4 separate regions of the Mus musculus genome follow, and all the other regions are linked to region 4. Evidence: chromatin contacts called from public Hi-C and HiChIP or PLAC-seq data. All regions are on one chromosome and are shown on one strand. Each heading gives the region's core, a stretch centred on a gene start, on an enhancer-like site or on the middle of the called end of the contact. The rest is flanking DNA. Distances are from core to core; before and after follow the strand shown.

Evidence for each region. Hi-C and Micro-C count contacts between places; a contact is called where the count stands out from the background. HiChIP or PLAC-seq counts read pairs in DNA pulled down with a chosen protein or histone mark.
Region 1: a Hi-C map of uterus shows a contact between it and region 4, with 11 times the contacts expected there. The contact joins the enhancer-like site here to the promoter of 8430419K02Rik in region 4. A contact is called at or near these places in 13 of 484 Hi-C or Micro-C datasets (cranial neural crest, embryonic fibroblasts, embryonic stem cells and 5 more), 1 of 115 datasets of contacts at active chromatin or transcription factors (craniofacial prominence) and 1 of 9 other capture datasets (embryonic tail).
Region 2: a contact with region 4 is called in a Hi-C map of myocytes, with 3 times the contacts expected there. The contact joins the enhancer-like site here to the promoter of 8430419K02Rik in region 4. A contact is called at or near these places in 22 of 484 Hi-C or Micro-C datasets (the HPC-7 cell line, cerebellum, embryonic stem cells and 4 more), 12 of 115 datasets of contacts at active chromatin or transcription factors (craniofacial prominence, embryonic forebrain, embryonic hindbrain and 4 more) and 1 of 9 other capture datasets (embryonic stem cells).
Region 3: an H3K4me3 HiChIP or PLAC-seq map of neural tube shows a contact between it and region 4, with 6 times the contacts expected there. The contact joins the enhancer-like site here to the promoter of 8430419K02Rik in region 4. A contact is called at or near these places in 1 of 15 datasets of contacts at CTCF or cohesin (stem cell-derived epiblast-like cells), 36 of 484 Hi-C or Micro-C datasets (adipose-derived mesenchymal stem cells, astrocytes, cardiomyocytes and 14 more), 16 of 115 datasets of contacts at active chromatin or transcription factors (astrocytes, craniofacial prominence, differentiating embryonic stem cells and 10 more) and 1 of 9 other capture datasets (embryonic stem cells).

Annotation. Positions count from the first base shown.
Region 1 is chr11:19,421,925-19,428,080 of GRCm38.p6, reverse strand. No RefSeq gene overlaps it. Among named protein-coding and RNA genes, the nearest start is that of Gm39601, 190 kb to the left of the region's middle. Within about 2 kb of position 3,925, at least 41 of the 459 cell types and tissues checked have an H3K27ac peak or open chromatin away from gene starts, as enhancers often do. A contact at or near this core is called in embryonic tail, myocytes, nephron progenitors and 2 more, where this site is marked.
Region 2 is chr11:19,597,854-19,603,259 of GRCm38.p6, reverse strand. No RefSeq gene overlaps it. Among named protein-coding and RNA genes, the nearest start is that of Gm39601, 18 kb to the left of the region's middle. Within about 2 kb of position 1,474, at least 18 of the 459 cell types and tissues checked have an H3K27ac peak or open chromatin away from gene starts, as enhancers often do. A contact at or near this core is called in myocytes, where this site is marked.
Region 3 is chr11:19,521,122-19,526,752 of GRCm38.p6, reverse strand. No RefSeq gene overlaps it. Among named protein-coding and RNA genes, the nearest start is that of Gm39601, 95 kb to the left of the region's middle. Within about 2 kb of position 2,527, at least 35 of the 459 cell types and tissues checked have an H3K27ac peak or open chromatin away from gene starts, as enhancers often do. A contact at or near this core is called in embryonic basal ganglia, neural progenitor cells, neural tube and 2 more, where this site is marked.
Region 4 is chr11:18,874,293-18,879,870 of GRCm38.p6, reverse strand. 8430419K02Rik (a long non-coding RNA gene) reads left to right here and starts at 2,261. Exons shown (of 4, transcript XR_003949854.1): 1 at 2,261-5,578.

The DNA.
Region 1 (6,156 bases), core at 2,676-5,175, 550 kb before region 4:
ATCAACATGTCATTACATCAAAAATAGTAGTCTAGTTTTATAACAGGTTTTATTTTTAAGCTGGTGTATATTTATACTGTATACAATAGCAGGTTTCATGGAGACATTTTATACACGTATATAAGGTCTATCCCTATGTGTGAAAAGGATAATTCAAAGAAGTATTTACTCTGACTTGATTAGAAATAGAAATAAATGGGCAGGAGAGATCGCTTAGTGGCTATGAGAACTAGTTTCAAAATCATGAGGACAAGAGTCAGATCCAAGCACCCATTAACAAGCTAGACATCCATTAACAAGCAAAGCATCCCACAAACACCTGTTAAGCCCAGCTGGGAGTGATTAGATATCCCCTTCTGGCCTCCTCAAGTAGAGGCATGCACACACAGAGGTACACACATATGAAAAAAAGCTTCTTTTAAAGGAAGAATGATAATCAAACATCCATAAGATAAAGAGAAAACCACCTAGTTCCAAAGATATTTAAATTAGAAGAATACATGTAAATTCATACTTACCATTTTCTATAAAAAAGTTATGCTTTAAAATTTTAATTTCAAAAGGATGTAAAAATACGACATTAATAATCAACTATAATCATATTTATTTTATTTTAAATTTTATTGATTTTTCATTTATATGTTATTATTATAAATTATAATATTATTTATAATAAAATTAACAAATAATATTATTATTTACGAAAACCCATTTCCTACCAAGGGAACACAGCTTCTTAGAATAGAATTTCTATGTCTGCGGAAAGAAAAGTGCACAGTGAGTAGAGGAGTCCTTCAACCAAGCTCTCAATCATAGGTAAATGTCTCAGAAGGACTCGGGGGATCTACTTAGAAAGCTGGCAGCAGGGATTGAAGCACTGAGAAGAATTAAATGCAATGGATATAAAATATTCATAATAATATAAAAAACAATTATCAAAACAGAAATCCATATCGAAACCATATGCCCTGTAATACCTTATAGTGGTGAGATTAGAAAGGAGCCAGCTCACAATAAAAGCTAGGCAGTAGAGAGAGTCTAGCGCATGTCCCGGTTTTCCTTCCTGTAGGTGCAGAACACAGAACAGGTAGACAACCAGGTGGTGGGAAGCTTCTCACAGGAATATTTCAAGTAGAAAGAAAGACTCAGTAAAAAAGATGAGGTGTGACAACTGAGATGAACCCGATTGCTGTGGATCTCGGGTTTGGTGTGTGCATGTGTTGGGAGTGGGCCCAGTCTCCTTCGCAGCCAATCAAGTCTGCAGTTGGAATATTAAATACCTGTGGTGAGGAGGCACTCCGTGCTGTACCCAAGCTTACTGTGCAGGAGCAGTGAGGTGGTGGCCCTGCCCTGGGCTGCAATCTGAAAGCCTGTGATCTGAGTAGAAATCATCAATTAGTGTCTGGTTTCTCTGCCCCTCCCCCACAAGGCATATCCTCACCTTGTAGCCTAGCCTGGCTTCAAACTTGTGATTCTCCTGTCTTAGCCTCCCAAGTTGGTGAACTTGTGTGTGTGTAAGTATACTGCCATTTCTGGCTTGATGAGTGTGTGCGTGCATGTGTGTGTGTGTGTGTGTGTGTGTGTGTGTGTTCAGATACATTTGGTCTGGAGCTCAAGAGGGACACACTGAGGCGGATTGTCCTTTTTAGGTAAGAGATTTATTAGGAAAGTTTTTAATGTCATGGAAAGGCAGCATGGCAGAGGCTCTTAGGAGAGTTCAAGCGTCCATGGGGGGCGGGGCGTGGTCCCTTCTTTCAGGCTTCAGAGCAAGAGGGAGGTTCCATGCCATGTGCTTGATGAGTATTTTATAGCATGTGCTTGCAGTCAGGCTGTGTCTTAGTCCCCAGAGGGCTATGGGGAGGGAGGAGGTGGCAGAGAGGAGGAGAGAAGGAAGAGTGAAGAGAGAGGTGCAGAGACAGAGGACACAACCTCCAAAGGCACACAAACACCCCTAGAGATTTATTTTCTTCAGCTAGATCCCATCTTTTAAAGTTTTTCGCCTTTCCCAACCTAGCACCACCATCAAGGCTTGGGATCAAGAGTCCAAAATATGACCAGTGGGAAATCTTTCCTATTAAACTCCAACGACCATCCCCTTAATAAGAAATGGCACAGTCCACGGTGCAGGTCTGCATTACATAAAATCCCTCAAAGGATCTTGACTAGACTCAGTTTTTTTTTTATCAGAATTAAGTAGTGCTTGCTGCTTTAATGACCCTGCCACCCTCTTTCTTCAAAACAGTGACAGATCCTCTCTTGAACCACCATTTAGTTAAGCCCTTATTTACCTTCTCCCAGCTGGGCATGGGGTTCATAGCACCTCTGTGTTTGTCAGGCCTTGCAAAAATTCTGCTAATTTTGTTTGGCCAAACTCCTCTATACCTGATTGTCTTTAGTGTCTGATTAAGTTCCTCATGGCCCCAGCTCCCCTTAGGTCTTATCACCTTGGCCTGACTTATCAAGACTCCTGGAGTATGGCTCACCTGTGATGTCTCTTCTTTGTTATTCTTCATCTGTAGCCCCTCCCTCCATCCCACTTCTGGGCCATCCATTTCTGCTTGATTCTTTTTGGAGGCCTCCTTTGATCTATTGCAATAATTTTTCTTCTCTGAAAAGAATCTGTAGTTACTTTGCTGCTCAGCTCTGGTTTTTCTGTGACACCAACAGGAGTGTGGAGGCTTTCTTTTTCTTCTCTGCCCATCCTGTCTTTGGGGTTTGCCTGGGATGCTAATTCTTGCCTGTATGGATGGATCCGAAGATCCCATCAAACATGGACCAGCCCCCAAACTGTCTTTTTCGTATTCTGCAATCTCACTTCCATACTAAGTTACCATAACTAAACTAGGATATGTGAAATTCTCTTTTGCCTTTAAATTTTTATTCCTTAATACTATTTCAAACACAGGGGACTGCCATTGTAACTTTTTACTTGGGAGTCCCATGCCTTTTGTATGTTAGCATTTGATTTCCATATAAAAAGGTTCAATTTTTTTTTATTTTGTTTTATGAACTTTCTGAAATGTTCTTGATGGTGATATAATACACCAGTAAGTAAATACTGACTTAGGGAGTGATTTTCTTTTGTCTAACTTCAGCATTCAGGGAAGAACACAGCCGCAGCCATCACTCTGTGGGGCTATGTGGTGTTAATGTAAGGTTTTGATTAGAGACTTTTCATCCCCCATTCTCCACTTATTTTATCAACTCTCAGAATTTTCACTAGTTCTGCAAAGGCATCCCAGGGGGAATCCACGCCATGTTTTAATGGCTCGGGGACAGACAGGATAATGCTACATATCTCTGGGTTTCTTTACATCCGGGCATTTACTCTGTATGCCTCAGGGTCCAGGTAAAATGTTGGCTTGGGTGGCTGATTTGAAACCTGAGCCTCCCACACATCTGCTGTGGACACTGACTGCGGCAGAGAAAGTGACTTCTCTTCAAGTTTTATTTGGGTCATAAAAATTCATGCTGTGTACCGCCTCTTTCGGAATCCGTTCCATTAAATGTGGCTAGGTCCAGAGTACACTCTGGAGGAAGCCAGGAAGGACATTAAAATGCTTAGTCTATGACACACTTCCTTATTTTTGTCATTTTGACATTTATGTGTTGTTTCATTAGGGATTTTTAAGAGAAGACCCCTTTTCGGCAAGAAGTTTTCCCCAGATCGCCATAAGAACCCACAGTTTATAATCAAACAGCTGTCTGGGTTGCATGTCAGCTGAGCCGGACCACCTGCTGGCGGTTAACCTCTGGAAGGTTATTATGAGACAATTGTTGTTGTTGTTTGTTTAAAAAGTTTCAGAGCTTAAGGAAAATATTAGTAATGAGTGACTTAACCTGTTCTGTTTACTGTTCCCCTCAGCTTGCAGATGGCGTTCGGAGGCCAGAGGGAGGATTCCACTAAAGCCAACACTATTTTGCACTTGTTTTGGAGACAAACCATAAAAATAGGCTTGGCAGCAAGGAGTCTGCCCCGGGAGGAGGAGCGGGCAGCATTGCAAAAGCCCTTTAAAAGGAAATAACCATTTGTGGTGACTGGATGCAAACGTACCATCTCAACGCAGCCCTTGGATTCCACACGTGGTCCATATTAAGCTGAGGTCTGGCAGAGCCGCCCACCTTCGGAGCATGTGTCTTTCAGCCATGGCATTCTGGAGTTTGCCATCTGTTTTCTTCACTTCCCTGCTCATCCCTCTCACCAATGGGGGAGACGGCTGAGAGAGTTCTCTCAGACAGCCGCTGGGGGATAATTTTCTAAGTCCTATAAAACCCAGTCTCTGCACATCTTTTTGTATGAACCGATTACAAGGTGACCTGCCTCTCTCCTCGGGTCTATGGGGTCTGAATGCCCTTTGCAGAGGCGGAAATGGCTTTTTTTGTGGTGCAATTAGGGACAGCCAAGGATAGCAGCTAGCAGGATGAGATATTCTGTGAGGGTCAGAAAACCCCATTTCACCCCTATTCTCAGTGTCTTGAAAAGTGACCAGCTTGTGGTGGGCACTCTCTAAATATAAGTGAATGAATACCAGCACCACTATCTCCTTCTGCTTCTCCTCCTCTCCCTGGTCCTCTTCTTTCTGCTGCTGCTTCTCCTCCCCTCCTTTATTGTCTGCTTACTTCCTTGTTTATCACTCAAGTAACACAGTGGTTAGGAAATGTGGTTGACTCTCAGCATTCACATCACAAAAGTGTCAAAATCTTTTCTGGCTGTGAATTACAGAACATTTAGGGTTGAATATTTGGGCAAAAGCCTGCAGCAGCTGACCTACAGAGCCAAAGAAAATGAAAGAGGGAAATATGACTTGGGTCTGAAGCAACAGAATGGGCCTAACTGTGTCGTTGGACAAGTTAATTCATCTCTCTGATTCTCTACTTCTTCTATTATACAGTGGAATAAGGTCAGGTTTCCTACAGGGATTTTTGTTGCCCTGTGAAAGTAAAGCCTGGTGCAGAAGAGAGGCCATGTTTACTACTGTTACTAATGGACTGTTGTTACCCCTCTGTACTGGCTACTTTTGTGTCAACTTGACACAGGCTGGAGTTATCACAGAGAAAGGAGCTTCAGTTGGGGAAATACCTCCATGAGATCCAACTGTAAGGCATTTTCTCAATTAGTGATCAAGGGGGAAAGGCCCCTTGTGGGTGGTGCCATCTCTGGGCTGGTAGTCTTGGTTCTATAAGAGAGCAGGCTGAGCAAGCCAGGGGAAGCAAGCCAGTAAAGAACATCCCTCCATGGCCTCTGCATCAGCTCATGCTTTCTGACCTGCTTGAGTTCCAGTCCTGCATCCTTTGGTGATCAACAGCAATGTGGAAAGTGTAAGCTGAATAAACCCTTTCCTCCCCAGCTTGCTTCTTGGTCATGATGTTTGTGAGGGAATAGAAATCCTGACTAAGACACCCTCTATGAATATAATTATAGCAATGTTATGGTCATTATATTACTTCTTTCTCACACTCACTGAGAAAATTCCCACCATCCACAGCATTTTGTGACAGAAACTGCACAGATTTGGCCAGTTCTGGTCTCTCCCCAGTAACTGAATAACTGAGAGCCAGTCGTTTGACTTCTGAACTTGGCTGTTCCCATGTTTGAAGTTAGAGAAACGATTTTGCTGATGATACCTGGTAGAGAAACTTTGGGTAAAATGAGCTTTTTACATCTGATTCCTTTGTAGAATATTTACTGGTTTTATCAACAAATAGTGCAAAGCTACTTGGTCCACTGTTAAATATTTAAGAGCTCATTGTTTGGTTCTGCTCATTTCACCTAAGCAAGTATTATGCAATTGCTCTGCCCAACCTTGAGCTAAATGCAGCTATACCTATAGTCAGGGGAGCTCTGAGTGTGGTTATGGAAACCGTCCCAAAACTGCACGCAGCTAACTCTGTGATGCTGAAGTTTCTGTATGCTAACTTTGTTCCATGTTCCATATTGATCTCTCAAGACAAAGATGGTAGAGACAGGTCAGAGAGAGAGAGAGAGAGAGAGAGAGAGAGAGAGAGAGAGAGAATAGTTCCTTGCACTTGCATTTGTAAAGGACTCTTTCATGCTTGGGTTGTGCTAGGGCCATCCTAGGAGAACTTGAGGTCAGGGCTTTCACTATTTCATATCTCGGCTCCTGCAAATGACAATGAACTTTGATCTTCTCTTAT
Region 2 (5,406 bases), core at 225-2,724, 720 kb before region 4:
GAAGTGTACCTTTCTCCTGGCTTCTGATATCTCATCTCACTCTATCTCCCAAGGGTGTTTCCAGAGCCCTGGCATGTTTGTTTTGAAAGACGAAAGCCATTTTACCAGTGTAAATCATTACCTTCTGCATTCAGACTAGTTCTTTTTAAGCTTGCACCTTTTCTATTTCACCGTACATTTTGATTAGAGCTATTTTGCAGGCCATGAAAATGAATAATGAGTTTATTCGAGTTACTAGAACTGTGAAGATAGGGTCTAGAACTGATCTATACTTAACTAACTTTATCCAGGGTCGGTTCATCTAAATCGGGAGCATGGATTATTCCTAGGCTACAATATTCCCTGCCCCTCCTCTTCCTTTCCCATACTCATTCCTGTTCTCTCTTTTCATACTTGACTTGGACACCTCAGTTAGTATGCAAGGAAAATAGAATTAAAGGGAACTTAGAGTCACTTTTTATTATTGCTGGACAATTTGTTATAAAAGCTGAGAATGCAAGGCCAGAACACTGCTGCGGCTATGAAGGGCCCTGCAGGACAGCTGCTCACCATCACACTTCATGATCACTAGCATGAGCAGAAATTATCATTGTGCGATGGCTGCGCATGCAGATAGGCTAGTGGGGAGTTTTGATTGGTGGGATAGGAAATGACCTTTCATGGTACACTCACATGCACACGCCTATCACCTACCAGCAGTGCCAGCACAACAGACCCTTATACGACAAAACCAGGTTCATTCCCTGACTCTTGAGAATCTTGATTTGCGATTCTTATTGGACTGGACTCAAGATTTCAGAGTTTTGGCTTCTTTGTCTTTTTTCCCTTAGGATGTAGTCTTTGGAGAAAGTACAGAGGTTTATTTAAAGTGCTTATTTCAACTACAGCTTATCCAGGCATAGACTACTGAGGGCATAATAACTAGGTTTCCTTTACCAAGACTGTCACAATTGAGGAAATCCTTGAGTGGACACGTCTCCATAGCAATTGTTCAAATACAGAAACTTCCTGGTGAAATCCCTCCCGCTAAGGCAAGGAGCTCTTAACTGCCCCCATCTGTTTTCCTGGGGACCCCTTGATCCCCCCATTCCTCACAGCCATCTCTTATCTTCTGTTCTGGAAAGGAAGGAAACTGATCTTGGGGAGGCGTGTTCTTGCGCATCCCATCCCCCACCCACTCTAATATGACTCTATGTAGATATTAGGGGACCTGTTTTTGGTTCTGTCACTTGGAATTTCTCCATTAATGGAGTCTCTGAAGACATCTTAGGAATGAATAATATCTTTCATCTCATTGGAATATGTATGGGATTCCCATCAAACCTGTCCTCGTGTGACTCCGAGTAGACAGGCGGCGAGGTTTCCTCTTTCAAGTCTCTGTCAAGAATAAACACTTAGTTCTCAGTAGTGCCAGATGAAAACCTGATAGTGGACGCTTTGCTCTGAAAGCAGAATGTGGCCCAGCTGTTCTGTGGTTTATGAATTTTTTAGCAAGGCTGGGGTTGGCAGCGAAGCCAGCGTTGGCTGAGTTGGGGCGTACGCTGGGGGTTTGATTACTTCAAGCAGGGGACGGAGAAACTTGGCGGTGCTTTCTGGGTTTCCCCGGGGAGGTTTTGTTCAAAGCCAAGCTCAGAAAATGGAAAATAAAAGAAGCCAACTGAGTTCAGAAGCTTGAGGCTAGACCAGTCCCATACCAAGCCTGTTCTATACCCGCTGAGAATTAGACCAATCGCAGCAGCAATAGTACTGTAAATTCTGTGGACTCAGAGTTGATCTGAGGCCAGTTCAAGACTGGGCTCCTGTTGTGTCTGGCTGCTCTGAACCTGTCCTCAAAGGGCAGTCCCTCTGGGGCCCTGCTTGGCAGAGGTGATTTTCTATGTGAGTCCTCATTGATTTTGCTTGGACCCAGTGGGAAATGACAGTTGACAGAAAGTAGCATTACCCAGAACGTCTTTAGCTCAAGCATTTTCTTCTCTCCACATCACCTCCTTCCCATGCTTCTGAGGGCCAGAGGTTGACTCTCTAAACATTGTTTCAATTTCTTCAGTCTAGTGGTTTCCCATTGGGGCAAAGGAAAAATACTCCCCCCCCCCCCCCCCCGACTCCCTGCTAGAGGCCAGAGGACACTTTCTGGTGCAGGGGAGCCAGGTTAGGAGTTTGGAATCTATAGAAATTCATTCCTTCAGGGATTCTGGCCCTGGGGAGCCAGAGAGATAGCTCAGTGGTTAGGCGTACTTGTTGCTCTTACCAAAGACCTGGGTTCAATTCCCATCACTCTTATGGTGAGTGATTCACAGTCACCCATAACTCCAGTGACCTTTGAGGGCACCAAGCATGCATGCATGTATATATACACATGCAGAAGAAATGCTAAACCAAAAAATAGGATATATAAACTTAAGAACAAAATTAAATTAAAAAAAAAATCTAAGCCCTTTTCCTCAGTCTAAAAATTTTAAAAATAAAATACCTTTCCCTTAATCTAGTGGTAAAGAGGGGAATGAAATGACCCCTTTGATTTTGTAGATATTGCAAATGGGCCACCCCATTAGATGACTGCCACTGAGTCTACCTGACTCAGCACCAGAGGTCTCCATTGTGATCTAGAATTCATTACAAAGTAAATGAATTAGGATATCAGGCTCAGATGGTGACTTTAAATCCACCCAGGTATATCCGAAGGTCAGCTTTGGTTACCGTGCTCTGGCACGTTGGTCTACACCTCTCCTATAAGTTAGGAATTACAGTCATTTTGTGCAGGGAGGTATAGGTGCCAGTTCTCAGCTCGAGTGGCTCTATGGCCTAGGTGGTCAGGAGAGCCTTGCTGAGGGGCTAATGTTTGAACTCAGCTATGAAGGAGTGAGGGGCAGTGTTGGAGGGGAAGAAGACTGGGGCATCGAGGCGAGGCTAGCTTCCGAAGGTCAGTGCATAGCAGAGGGAGGGAAGGCATAATGCCTGCTGTCTAGGTCTGATTTCACTGCCTTGGATACAATCACAGCCTTCCTTTTAGCTCTTCTTCAGTGGGGAGAAACTCCCATTTGGTTAAAAATAACCTGAATCTCATGATTATTTAGTGAATTGGCAGGAAATTAGACCTAAGTTTTAGTTTAATTAATCCAAGTAAGGTTTCACAGGTTCTGGCATTATAGCATTTATAAAGGCAAGACCAGAAATTGAGAAAGGGGGGAAATAGTGGTGTGGGTGGGGAAAGGGGCCTGTGGCCTCATATTTGTTTGTCTTTGACCTGTGCGTGAAAGAAGCCTGGGGCAGGAGCCCACGGCCAGGTCACAGTTATGCTTCTGAAGGTGGCCAGTGGCACCAAGGTGATCCAAATGCCATTGCTTTGTCCTATGCCTAATTAGGTAAGCAGGGCACTTGCAAGGAGATTATTTCATTTATTAGGTTGGAATGAAACCTGTGGGGATTGGGAAGATGTGATCTTAAATTAACATACTTCCCGAAGCACCTGCGATGTGGTGTTATCAGAATTCATTAAACAGCCTGAAATCGCAACACTGTCAGGCTGGCTTTACCAGATGCCCGAGAGCCAGCGAGCCAGCCTTATGTCTCCAAACACTGGAGCTGTGTCTGTCTCCGAGCTCCCCACATCCTGATGGATCTCACTGTGGAGCCTTTGAAGCTTCTGTGGATGCCGTGCGAAACTCTATGGGGATGCATATGAACAAGTAAACCAGTGTTGCTCAAATGTTAATACTTTTCTAAGTGTTGCCTGGGATGCCGGCAATTTTCTGAAGGAGTTGACAGAAAGCCTCTGAGAGCTGGCTTTGTTTCTCTCTCCTCTGAGGCTTCCATCAGTTTTAAGATATGTGGTAGAACAATAAAATTCTATCTTTTAAAGTCCCCTTATTTCCGTCTGCTTGTGAAAGGCACCATTACTCAGTTGATATCACGCATCGAAACAGACAGAAAAATGTGTGTGCCTGCACATTTTACACACACACACACACACACACACACACACACACACACACAGAGAGAGAGAGAGAGAGAGAGAGAGAGAGAGAGAGAGAGAGAGAAAGGAGAATGAAAAGGAGGAAGTGAGAGGGAGGGAGAGTGAGTGTGTCAGCCTGTGTGCCTTGTGGTTGTTATGCCCGCTTCCCCGTTTTGTTTTTGTTTTTGTTTTTGTTTTTGTCTATAGCCCTGATGCATGCACAAGACTTCCCTTTGTTTACATTGCTGTGGCTGACTTTTTGGCTGACTTTTAGGCTGACTCTTAAGAATCCCTTTTCCGAGTAACCCTCCTGGGGAATTCACTGGTCTCTTCCTCTTCATCTCAGCAAGGTCCACACAGTAAGGCAGCTGCTTTGATTCCTTGAGGGTTTAGACCCTTACCTACTATGATGGTTTAAAGGAGAGTGTCCCAACCTCCAGGCTCTATCCCCTATTGGTGGAACTGTTTGGGAAGGATTAGGCACTATGGCTTTGTTGGAAGCGGTATGTTACTGGCAAGGGGTATGTGGGCTAGGGTTTTTGTTTGTTTGTTTGTTTTTGTTTTGTTTTGTTTTGTTTTGTTTTTTTGGTTTAATGGTAACTTGGTACAAGTTAGAGGCATTGAGAGAGGGGACCTCAGTTGAGAAAATGACCTCACCAGATTGGCCATGGGCAAGCCTGTGATACAATTTCTTGATTGATGTTTAAAGAGAGTGGACTCACCTCCCAGGCCACAGGTGGTCCTGAATTTTAAAAAGATAGCAGGTTGGGCAAGCTACGAGGAGCAAACCAGTAAGCAGTGTCCCTGTTCCTCCATGGCTTCTGCTTCAGTCCCCATCTCTTTTGAGTTTCTGACCTGATTTCTCTTCATGAAGGACTGTGATTCATGTAAACTGAACTAAATGCTCTCCTCCCTGTGTTTTATCATAGAAATAGAAAGCAATCAATACAGAAGTTGGTATCAGAGACTAGGCTATTGCTGTAACAGTCCTGTCAATGTGAGTTTCAGAGGAATATGGAAGACTTTTGGACTTTGGACTAGAGAATCAGTTGAATACTGAAAGCAGGGCTAAGGAAAGAGCCTAGTAGGAGATTGGAAGACGGTAGTGTTAAGAGCAGTGTGCACTGCAGAGGCCTGGCTCAAGAGGGTCCAGAGGGAATGGAAGCAAGGACTCAGGAGCAGCTGGGCTAGAAGCCATTCTTGTGATATATTGGCAAAGAATGTGGCTGCTTTCTGTCCTTGTCCTAAGAATTTGAGGCTAACTTGAAAAGTAAAGGACTAATATCCTTGGCAGAGGAGAGTTCAAGAGCCCAATATCAATTCTCTCACGTGGTTATTTAGTCTTATGCAGACAAACACAAACTGTACAGTTTTGAAGAGAAAAAGCACGAAGTCATTTAATGTTTAATCCCTGACCTGTGCTCAAAGAAATAAGGATTTGAAGGAAAAAAATT
Region 3 (5,631 bases), core at 1,278-3,777, 650 kb before region 4:
GGGAAGGCAGGGAGGCCAGTGGGCTGTGAGAACTTGTACTTTGGCTTCCTAATGTGACTCTGACTCAAGAGGCAAAGAATATGATCAGCTGGAAGTGATGCTGGGCTAACCTAAAAGACTATTCCTTCCTTAGTGACCCATAGCCCTCAGCTCGGCTCTGCTTCCTAAAAACTCCACAGCCCCCTAAAACAGTGTTATCAGGAGGGAGCCAACTAGTAAAACACAAGACTTTGTGGGACATTTTACACGCAGATCACTAAAGTGATCTGTGATACAAAACCCAGGACACATGAGAGAATGTGTCCGAGCGCCTGTTTGTGTGTGTGTGTGTGTGTGTGTGTGTGTGTGTCTGTAGGTGCTAGAACTGCAATGAGACCCTAGTTCCAGTTTCTTACCACCTGTTCTCACTATGCTGTGAAATGGCTATCTTATCAAGGATTGTTTTGGGAATGAAATGCCACACCATTTGGGGGGGGGGGGAGTTACTGCACTCTGATCAAATGCCACTGTCTCATCCTACCTTTAATACTGAGGTCTTTGTAGTCTATGAGTCTAGGAAGCAAGTCACGAGGGGTTGGAGCTTGGTGGAAGCTTGCTTGTGATAGCCTCAATCCTGTCATCTGAACCATCATCTCAGGACCTGTTGGGCATGTTAGTTTATACTCAGCACTAGGGACAGCATTAGGGGACCAGGGCTAGCTTCCTGAAAGATGTCAGCTCTCTCATGCACTTAGTGCTGAGTTCCTAAGCATGTGAGATAGCATGGTAGCAGAGGCCACAGGATGTTGAATGCTCTCTGAATAGTTTTCCCTATTCAAATCCCTCCCCCGATTCCCAGATAACTCAGGAGAACTTGAGAAAACTTCTGGTTTCCTAGACTTTCCCAGCCATACACAATGCTCTTCAAAAACAAGGCTTTCTTTCTTTCTTAGCTGTTTCTTCTTCTCCTTCTTCTCCTTCTCCTTCTCCTTCTCCTTCTCCTTCTCCTTCTCCTTCTCCTTCTCCTTCTCCTTCTCCTTCTCCTTCTCCTTCTCCTTCTCCTTCTCCTTCTCCTTCTCCTTCTCCTTCTCCTTCTCCTTCTTCTTCTTCTTCTTCTTCTTCTTCTTCTTCTTCTTCTTCTTCTTCTTCTTCTTCTTCCCCTTCTTCCCCTTCTTCTTCCCCTTCTTCCCCTTCCTCCTCCCCTCCTCCTCCTCCTCCTCCTCCTTCTCTTCCTCCTCCTCCCCCTCCCCCCTCCTCCTCCCATTCCTGTTCCCCCTCCTCTCCTTCTTCCTCTATTATTCTGGAGAACATTGTAAGCAACTATTCTACCAATGAGCTACACTGCCAGTCATCGGAGTTTTGATAAGCCCCAAGGCAGGACCTGATATGATACAGATATAGAGGCCAGGCCATGTTTGCTGTGTTTGTAGTAACAGTTGTTGAAGAGAGTTGGTGTTGCCTCTGCTGCATCAGGCAACTGGAAGAGCTCCCAAGGCCGCCCCCACCCTTTGTGGAGGCAGCTGTCCTTTTCAGGTTGTAAGGCAAAAAGGAAAATTACTCATTTTGGATGGAGGTAATAGAAAAGCTAGAGTGGCTGGCTTGGCTGCTCCTGTTTTTCTAAAGAAGACAAGGAAGTCAGGAGTCTTAAAGTTACTAAAAAAAAAATTTTTTTTTTAATGTATGCCTGTGCACCACATGCATGCCTGTTTCTTATGGAGGCCAGAATTTAATTCAGTATTGGATCTCTTTACATTGGAGTTACAGATGGTTGTCAACCACCATGTGAGTACTGAAAATTGAACCTGGGTCCTCTATAAGAGTGGCTAGTACTCTTAACCGTTGGTCCATCTATCTTTCCAGCCCTTTGGAAGTGCCTCATAGGAGACCATCATCGGACTATAGCAGCTTTTGCACTCAGCATGCCAGACACTGTCCTCTCTCTCTGCATCCTAAACATCAGCTCCTTTGAGCCTCACCATGGCTCTATGAATGTTGATCATCCTCACTACTTTATTGCACCATGGCTCTATTAATGTTGATCATCCTCACTACTTTATTGATGAGGAAAACAAGGCACAGTTTGAATAAGAACTTAATTTGTATAAATACTAAATGGCATGGGGCAGAGTCAGAACTTGAGCTGTGGACATTCAATTCTGCAATCTCTGTGGACTTTGGTCTGTAAGCTAGGTGAAGCAGCATTTGAACTGGAGGATTTATTTATTTATTTATTTATTTATTATTTATAGGTGTAATGCATGCGTCCCCTTTGTTTTTTCTTGATATCAATGACTTGTCCCTGTCATTGAGACTCCCCTCTCTTGATTCACTGCGTGATGCTTCCTGTCCTGCCTTTATTCACAGCCTCACCCTGACATTTACATACCCACCCCCTTCTAGCTCTCACTGCTGCCTCCCTTGCCAAGTACAAATAATGACTGTTCTTTTGCTGGTCCTTGTTTCTGGTGCAGTGGGACAAAGAGGGGAGCAGAGAGAAATGTTTCTCAGAGCCCGGAGGTGGCCAGTATTGAAAAGAGGGAGCCCTGGTAACAGGCGCAGGGCGGAGACAATGTCCTTGCTCTATTGATGTCTGTCTCAGGGAAGAGGTTCTCAGTAGAAGAGCCAGCTCTGGTTTAAATAGTGTGTGTGTGTGTGTGTGTGTGTGTGTGTGTGTGTGTGTGTGTATACATGCGTAGTTTCCATGTGGTAGGAATACAGAGCCTCAAGCTAAGTGGCTTTGTGAATAGTGGGCACAGGCATGCCTGCTTACAGCACAAGTTAAACACTTTCCTGCCTTCTTACTGGTCAGTGAGATAGTGAATGAAAAGCCCAGGAAGCAGGTCACATAGGCTGTGTGGACGAGTATCTCTCTGTGGGAGTCCATTTTGTAGGTGTACAGTGTAAGCTTCTCTGCTTTGCACTTCTCCTTTCCAGCTCCAGTTTAAGTTTGTTTTGGTGCCCAAGAAGCCAAATATTTTTCCTTTGCCGTTGCAGAAAGACTTTCGTCAAATTCCACGCTGGTTGGCTCCACTGATTTGCATGTGAGGAAATACAGTCTGGTTGAGGATGCAAATGTTTGCCCTTATTTCCTACCTATGGGCTCTCTGCTTCTTATTTGGGGAAAGTCTACTTGAAATAGTAGCTTAGAGAGATTTGGGCAATTGATTTAATTTTTAGAGACTTCTTGTTGGTCAGTCAGTTCAGGCCTCTTTTTATATTAACTCATTCGTTCATGCTCATGATAAGAACTTTTGAGCATTGTCATTAAAAAATACAATACAAAGACGAGTCAGTAAGGGGCCTAGCCTTCTAGGAAATCACAGGGAAACACATTTTAAAATGTAATCTGGAGCTATTTCGGATCTGAATGAATTCTTTGTATAAACAAGTTTTCAACTCATTTCAATTGCATACCATATTGTGGCTTTGTCATTTACTGAATTGCATTGCAATCCCAGGCAGGACAACAGAAGTCTCTTCTGCTCCTTATGGAGTCATAGCAATATGACTGGGAGGCATTTTAAGGGCTATTTCTCAGTTTTGTGCAAATCCAGAGCTGCCACATGCAGGACTCTGAGCTTTGTCTTTGCCCACTCAGTGTCAGGAAGGATTATCAAGGTGTCCTAATGGGATCCTGAGTGTTGGGCCAGTGCACCTGCGAGTCCCAACACTGTGCACACCTTGATTTGTCATACTGCGGTTGGTATGCCTAAGCTATCCTTTGTGGACCAAATGTAGAGGGTCTTACAACAGCAAATAGAAGAATTCAAATTTTTGATATTATCTACAATCCTCTAACAGCTTCTGCATGGCTGTAGGTTTCAGAATTCCAAGCTAACCTGTGATTTAGATTGAGGTTGTTAGCCATTCAATTTGTCAGTGGGGAACTTGGGACCTATAAGGACCAGAGAGCAGTTAGGAGGCTGTTACATTTTGTGTGAGGGTAGTGTGGGTGCAGATGAGGGAGGGACAAACAAGAAAAAAAAAGGTGGTGAGGGACTCACGAATTGCTATTCTTGGGATTTGGCATGACTGGGTTGTTGAGCATGAGAGCAGGGGATCCTGATCTAAATGTGAAGAGGGAAGAGTGAGGAGAAGGAGAGAGATAACATTTAAAGGTCTTGAGTTGAGGTGTCTACAGAATACTCTAATAGAATCCACTAGAATCTCTGTGGAACTGGAGGCATAAGATTTAGAAGAACTTTTCTGGAGAAAAAGAAGGGAAGCAGATGGCATTAATGAGAGGACACAGGAAAAGGAATCAAAGGTCGTGCTTCAGAATTCTAATAATTCATACTTTTAGGGCTTGGGAGAAGAATATGCAGCTAGAAGAGGGACCAGAAAATTAAGTATTGTGTTACTATGACAGGGACAGAGCTGGTTTCATGAAGGAAGTGGCGAACAATTGGATCAAGTACTGGGAAGCTGTTGAGAATGTGGCTATTAGAAGTGACCAGGGACTCTTAAATGAGAAGATCCACTTAGATGCTGTGATGCCACTGTCATGTTAACTCTGGTGTCTGCAATAGGGAAGGCAATTCCACCTCTGAGAATTAGTAGATAGGGTGGAAATGCGAGCTCAGAAGGGCCAATGGTACCAGCCAAGAAGAGACAGTGCAGAGGGAGCCAATTCAATCAGTGTGGTCTTCTATGACTTTGTAATGCAATGCAAGCAATGCAAGACACTGCTAGTTTAATGTAGATGGTTTTCTGGAGCCTGAAGAACAACAAGGCATGCCAGTAGATTAGGAGCTGAGGTCTTGGGGATGCTCTTAAGGGAGGAGGCTGCAGTGCCCAGCCTGAGATTTGCCTGCGTAGTGGAATGAATGGAGCTGGCAAGGTTACTCAGGAGAAATCAACCCAAGCATGAGGGCAGATGGTTGGCTGTCACAGCGAGGACATAGAATCTGCTTCGCAGGGGGAAGCACATAGGGAAACTGGGACTTCAGAGAAGGGATTTTTGAACTTTTACATTTTGTATGGGGATAGTTTCCAGTATTTCAACAGCAGCCCTGATGGGTGGGAGATGGCTGAGGAGATACTAGGATAGAATGGGAATGGGGGCCTTTCGTTTCTGTAGATGTGGAGGGCTTGGGACAACACTAAATTGATGCTTAACTCACCAGAGTTAAAGGCACAGCAGAGAAAAGAAGAAGGATTTTTCATTTTGGAAGGCTTGTGCCGTGTAGCTCTTTCTGGGGAGATAAGAACAATCACTGAATCACCCCAGGTGCACTGATGGTAAACCAAAGCAATGACTGAACCTAAGTCTAGTTTAATTCAGGAGCGTGGACTCCTCATTCTGCTGCATCAGGGAAATTTCCCATAGCAGCATGGATGGCAACTCATGGCAAGGAATGCCGCATCCTTAGAACTCTCTGCCCAAGCTCCATCTATTTCCACCTAAAAGCCTGGGCTTCCCTGGCTCACCATGTATGTACCTTTGGGGAGGGGCTTGTGAGTTTTGTCACTTTAGTGAGCTGCCTATACCTTGCTAGTTTCCTTAGCTTAACTTATTTTAAGCCCCACCCCCATCTAGGAGGGGATGTTTCAATTCAGAAGAATGCATAAAGAACCTCTTACTATGTGCTACGTAGTATGCCAGACATTTTTCTCTTATTTCATATAACATTTAGGCCTCAAAAGCACTCT
Region 4 (5,578 bases), core at 1,012-3,511:
TGTTTAAGCTGCAATAGCTTATAATTTCACTTAAATAAAATCGCTGCTCTAAAAAGTGCTTCATAAAGCTAAGGGAAATATCCAAATATTTTAATGAAGGCAAATTAATTTTTTAAGAAAACAGCCTTTTGGTTGCTTTGGGAACAAAGGATGAGTCAGAAGCCTTAAACTCTAGCCTGACATTCAGACCCTTGTCACCTTATAAACTGCCCACAGCAATCCTGTTTTCTATTTGGAAAGAGAAACCAGCTGTGGGTTGGCTCTACTCAGTAATGGTAATGGTGAGTCACTGCCTCACCTGCAGGAGCAGAGGTGTGCACTCTCACCTTTTGTTTATGGGGCCTTGTTTCTGACACGTGGGTGTGCAGAAGAGAGAGGGGGTGGGGGAGGGAGGGAGAAGAGAGAGAGAGAGAGAGAGAGAGAGAGAGAGAGAGAGAGAGAGAGAGAGAGAGAGAGAGAGAGAGAGAGAGAGAGAGAGAGAGAGAGAGAGAGAGAGAACGTGAGAGAGGTTGCAGCCTGGTCTCAGAGCTGTTGCCCACCTCGCCCTGCTCGCCCCCCCAAAGATGGGACTGTTTAACTTTCCTATTTTGGCCCCGAGACAATTCTACGACTGCATAAGAGTCCATATTAGTGAAATCATTTTCTTTGATGGGTGGTTAGTTGCAGTTAACAACCATTTATTTACTTTTAAAAATAATAATAAACTTTATAAACTAACCGTCCTTTTACTTCTGCCTCCCCAGTACAAGCCCGGTGAGTCAGCCTTTATTATCCTGGAGGCTCTAGCCTAGTTGGGGTAGGAGGGGGCGGGGTGGGGAGAAAGCCGGGGAGGGGGGAGGAGGGGGAAAGGAGAGGGTGGTGAAAAGAACAGGGGGAGAGGCTGGGGGTGGAGGGGAAGAGTGAGCGCAAGCAAAGGGGGGCTGGGGAATGTGGAGATTAAAAAGAATCATGATCATTAATGTCTAGGAATTAGAAAAAAATAAAGCAAGCTTTTGTGCCATGGTTTCCCCCCTCGGAGTGAGGATTGTGCGAGCCTTGCTCCTCAGGTCTCTCTGTTCCTGCCCCTGACACCCTCCCGTTTAATTCTGTTTTAGCTTTTCCTCTTGTAAATTTCAGAGCCAGCTTTGAGGTTATTGACGACACTTATCGGAAGGAGGAAAATAATAGAGGTGTGGAGAGTGGTTTTGATGTTTCTTAAAGGACAAAAACAAAACGCCCTCCCCTAAACAGGGCACACAATTATACAGGCTTCTTTTTTGGGGGTGGGGGTGGGGGGGTGGGGGGAGTCCGCTGGCTGAATGAGACTAGTATGACTAAGTTTCTTTTACAAAAAATTTAAAAATGTTACCCGATCATATTTAATCAAATGTAATTATAACACATTCAAAATGAATAATATGCCTTGGAAGTATTTTTATTGTTATTGTTCATTGCACGATGTTCGACTGCTTTAGAAGCACAGGAAAGAAGCAAACGCGCTACAAATGGGGAATTACCCTCGTTTAGCATTAAAATTCATTTAGATAAAATTGCCACAAACATTTAAATGGGAAGATTAGTTCCCCCTCACGCCTTATTGCACTCGCTCAATGGTTCCGTTAAGAACATTTTACACGTTGGAAATTCCGTCTTCTCAGACGGCTTGCTGTTTCCTAGTTACACACATTCAAAGCAAAGGCTGCAGCCACGGCAGCCGCAGCAGCGGCAGCAGGGGGAAAAAGTTTGGCAACTGGTCTGCAATTCATCCGCTGCGCCCCTAGTTTCCCTCCACCCTCCCCAGTTCCCCCCCATTAACAGCCCCCCCCCCCGACTTATGTGTTCGAAGAGCCCGGCCTCGAGGAGCCAAGGTTGGTTGTACAGTATTGACAATATTAAACTACAAAGAAATGGAAAGAAGCCGGTGGGTCCCTCTCTGCGTCTCCCGCTTTTGTACGAGGCTGAGGGTTGAGTGCAAATGTGCCGAGTCGCCCGCACCCCGACCCCAGGGCCGCCGGGCGCGCCGCCGTGGCCCGAGACGTCTCCAGGAAATTCGCCACTGCTCTCGCTAGCGCGGTGGTGGAAACGTGTTAAAGGCTCAGCTTGCAAAGTCCTGGCACCGTCCAGTCCCTCCTGGCCCTCTTCTCGCCCCACCCCTCCCCCCGCCGCTCCCCCCCCCCCCCAGCCCCTCACCCCTGTCCTTTCTTTTGAGCCGCAGGAAAAGAGGAAAGTCGTCTTCTACTGCCACCTTTTGGGGATTTGGAAAAACGACGCAGTAGGAGACCGGAGGGAGGCGGAGCGCGGCAGTGTGTTTTGAGGGGGCGGGGGGGAGGGGGGGGGAAGAAACCCCCTTATGATCATGCGTCGGAACTGGCGCCCTTAATCTGATGCTTAAATATTTGATGTGGAAAAATTACCCATAAAATTAGTTACTAACAATTTCAAATTGAAATCACTTATCGAATTATAAGCGCATTAAAGCTGTATGGATGGTATTAGGAGTTCCTTTGGAGGCTGTCTCCTCTCGGGGAACCCGGCCCACGAGTTTTACCGCGGGGAGAGGCGTGCTAGGTGGAGCCCTGGGGAGACCAAACGACAAGGACAGCAGTTGGGGTGCCGGGTCCTAGCGGGCCTAGAGAAGATGGATCTGGGTATGGGGATCGCATTCCGGGCAGAAGCGCATACTGAGTAACTCCAGGGACAAAGTCCGAACGTTGTGAAAGGGGAAAACTGCTCTTTTACGCTGGAATTCCGAGCCTTCAGTGATGCTTTCAGCTCCCCCTGTGTAGGCGGGAGGGGGGTGTTGGGGGTGGGCTGAGAGGAGTTTTGAGATGTCTCTAATGAGACCGCCGCGGCCGGCTCACCCAGCTCCAGCCGCGTCTCAGACTCCCTTTAGTTTCCCTCTGCACGACATCGGGGCTGGGGCTGGGGCTGGAGCTGGTACGTGGGCGGGTGGGTCTCAGTTGTGATCCCACACTACTCCGAGGTACTCGGGGTCTGCAGAAGAGTCCTATGCTTGCCCCCATCCCCACCTCCGCCATCTGAAAGTCAAAGTTAAGAAGAATTAACTGTCTCGGTAGCCTGGGTGTCCATGAGTTAGCGCAAAAGCATATTCAAAGACTTCTTCGGCTCACTCTGGGCTCCGTCAATTGGAACCCCTCAGAGTGGTTTGTAGTTGCCAGAATGCTTTCACAGGACTTTTCCAGACGGAGCCCCGGCTTCCGAATCCCAGGGCGCTCATGGGAGCATGTCGGTGAGAGCTTGGGCCCTGGAGGCTGCCTTGAACAGTCAGGCTGGGCAAGAGGGTGAGCTTCCAGAGTGTATAGCACTCCGGTAGAATGGAGAAGAATAGTGTCACAGTGTGTTGGGCAGAAGCTCCTTCAAGTTTCCTTAAAAGTCCTAGAAACTTCCCCCACTTTGGATCCCACAGGCCCTCGGCCCTTGGGAAGGCAGTTAAAGCAGAAATTGGTGATATAGGTTCTCAACGGGTGTTTGGACCGTAAGCAGGGAGGTGTGGGTTTGTGTGTGGGGCGCCCAGTTTGAGTCATCATTTTTCCTGGTCTCTTCTGTGCTACCCAGCACCCCCTGGCCCTTTGGCAAACCATACCATCAAGGGTAGACGCAGCATTAGAGGCTAAGAGCTCTCTGGTTGGGGGAAAAGATCTGGGCGGGAGAGTTGGGGGTCTTCCTGGGAGACTGAAGCCAAGAAATAATGGGAAGGGTAGGGTTCTCTTTCACATCGAACCAGCCTCCCGCCGCCCCCCCAAAAAGTTTAAAACATTCTCTTCCAAGGCGGAACTGAAAGAAAACACAAACAATATATTGGGCAATCCGCTAGACGTTTGCGTTGTAGAGTCTTTGCCCTAAAAATGATACCCTAGGGTTTTAATAGGGAGATGGGAGGCACTTTTAGGGGCTTGGTTTAGCTGGTGAAGAAGTAACTCCTGTGCTGCTCACGCGCTCAGTCCACCTCAGGGAATTCCGACTCTGAAACTCTGGATTTAGTTTTAATCCAGTCTTCCTTTGATCAACTGTATAATTCCTAGCCCTGACCACCTCTACCCCACACTGTGTTCATTAGGACCAGTGACTTTATTCTCTGGGAGGAAAACTACTCCCAGGTCCTAGCCCATTAGGAAAGCAGAGAGTAGAGTCACCTGCTTCATACACCTACGGGTCCTCTCCCCGGCGTCGTTTTTCTGGCTTGGCACCCTAGCTTCAGGCAGAGTGTACCGGAGAGTTCAGGATCCCACTGTCTGCTTTCTCTGGGTTGGAGACATGACTGAAAGACAGGATGGCCAACTCTCTGGCTCCCCTTCTCTCCTCCCTTTCTTGCTTTTCTGCCTAGGCCTCCCTCACACCTCAGCACTTTTCTCTTCCACCACCCTAAAAGTGACAGGTTCTCCGAATTCACCTGAAGACCCGAGGCTCTAACCTCTCCCAGTCCCCGCAGGCATTGGGGGTGGGGGTGGGGGTGAGCGGCGAGCGCCGAAATCGCTGCAAAACCCTTCTGCCAACCTCACCCACTTTTCTGGATTTGAGTAGGTGACTGCGCATAGAGATCCCCCTTGAAGACGTTGTTGAGCATGGTCTAGGCTTTCAAAGAGCCGGATTCCTCCCTTTCGGGAGATCGAGGGTCACTGATAACGTCACCTCTAAAAAACCTAGGAAGGCAGCAAAGACCCCAAGTAACCGGCTCCTACCACTGCTGCCTCCCGGCTCAGAGCAGAGACCAGACACTAGCAAAGTCCCTTTTCTGGCAGATCCGTGAGGCGCCACTGTGCCCCTGGAGACTCAGTTTCTTCTGGGGGGTGCGGGGAGGGAGGTGGGTGGGTGGTAAACAGCGTGTGCAAATCAAATCCGATTTTTGAGACGTGCATTTTCAGGTGTTCTAAAATGCGAATGGCAAGGTTTGTGTGCCCGTCTAGTGGGGGTGGACTAAGGGGAGGAGTCTCCCACTGCTTGCTTCAGTCTTTAATGTCTGAAATAACGAAATGTCTGTGTGGCAGCTGCTGCTAGAGCCAAAACTAACTCTTTGGAAGACGGAAAAGAGTGAAAGGCAAAGAAAGACTGTTCATTTTATTTTTTCCTTTGGTGCCTTTTGGGATGTCATCTGTTTCCTTGGCGACTGTGTTCAGCCCCCGGAGCCCCTGGGCTCCAGGATTGTTAGGGGGGGAAGCATGCTATTTCTGCACCGTCATTTATCACTGTCACAGCATAATGATTCCCCTTGCAGCCCCTTATTGATGTTTGTAATTGCATTATCTCATAAAGGAAGATGATCAATGAAACCAAGCCGTGCATTCTGGGGTCAGAGGAAGCCAAAGTACTGTTTGTCCCCTTTAATACAACAAGTACTCATTATCTTTAGGTCTGCATTCGAAAAATGATCTGATCTGGGGCTGACCCTGCCGGACATCCCAACACTTTCTAAAACGCGGTTTGTGTAACCTTTTGCTTAAATGCTAAATCAAGTACCTGTCTTGCATTTCAACGAAAGGAATGCTGAAAGAGAATGAGAAAAGCATCTCTTCCTTTTTTTCCCCCTCTCCGCCTGTATTTTGTTTTGTTTTTCCCCGGGGCGGGAGACGCATGATCTTCC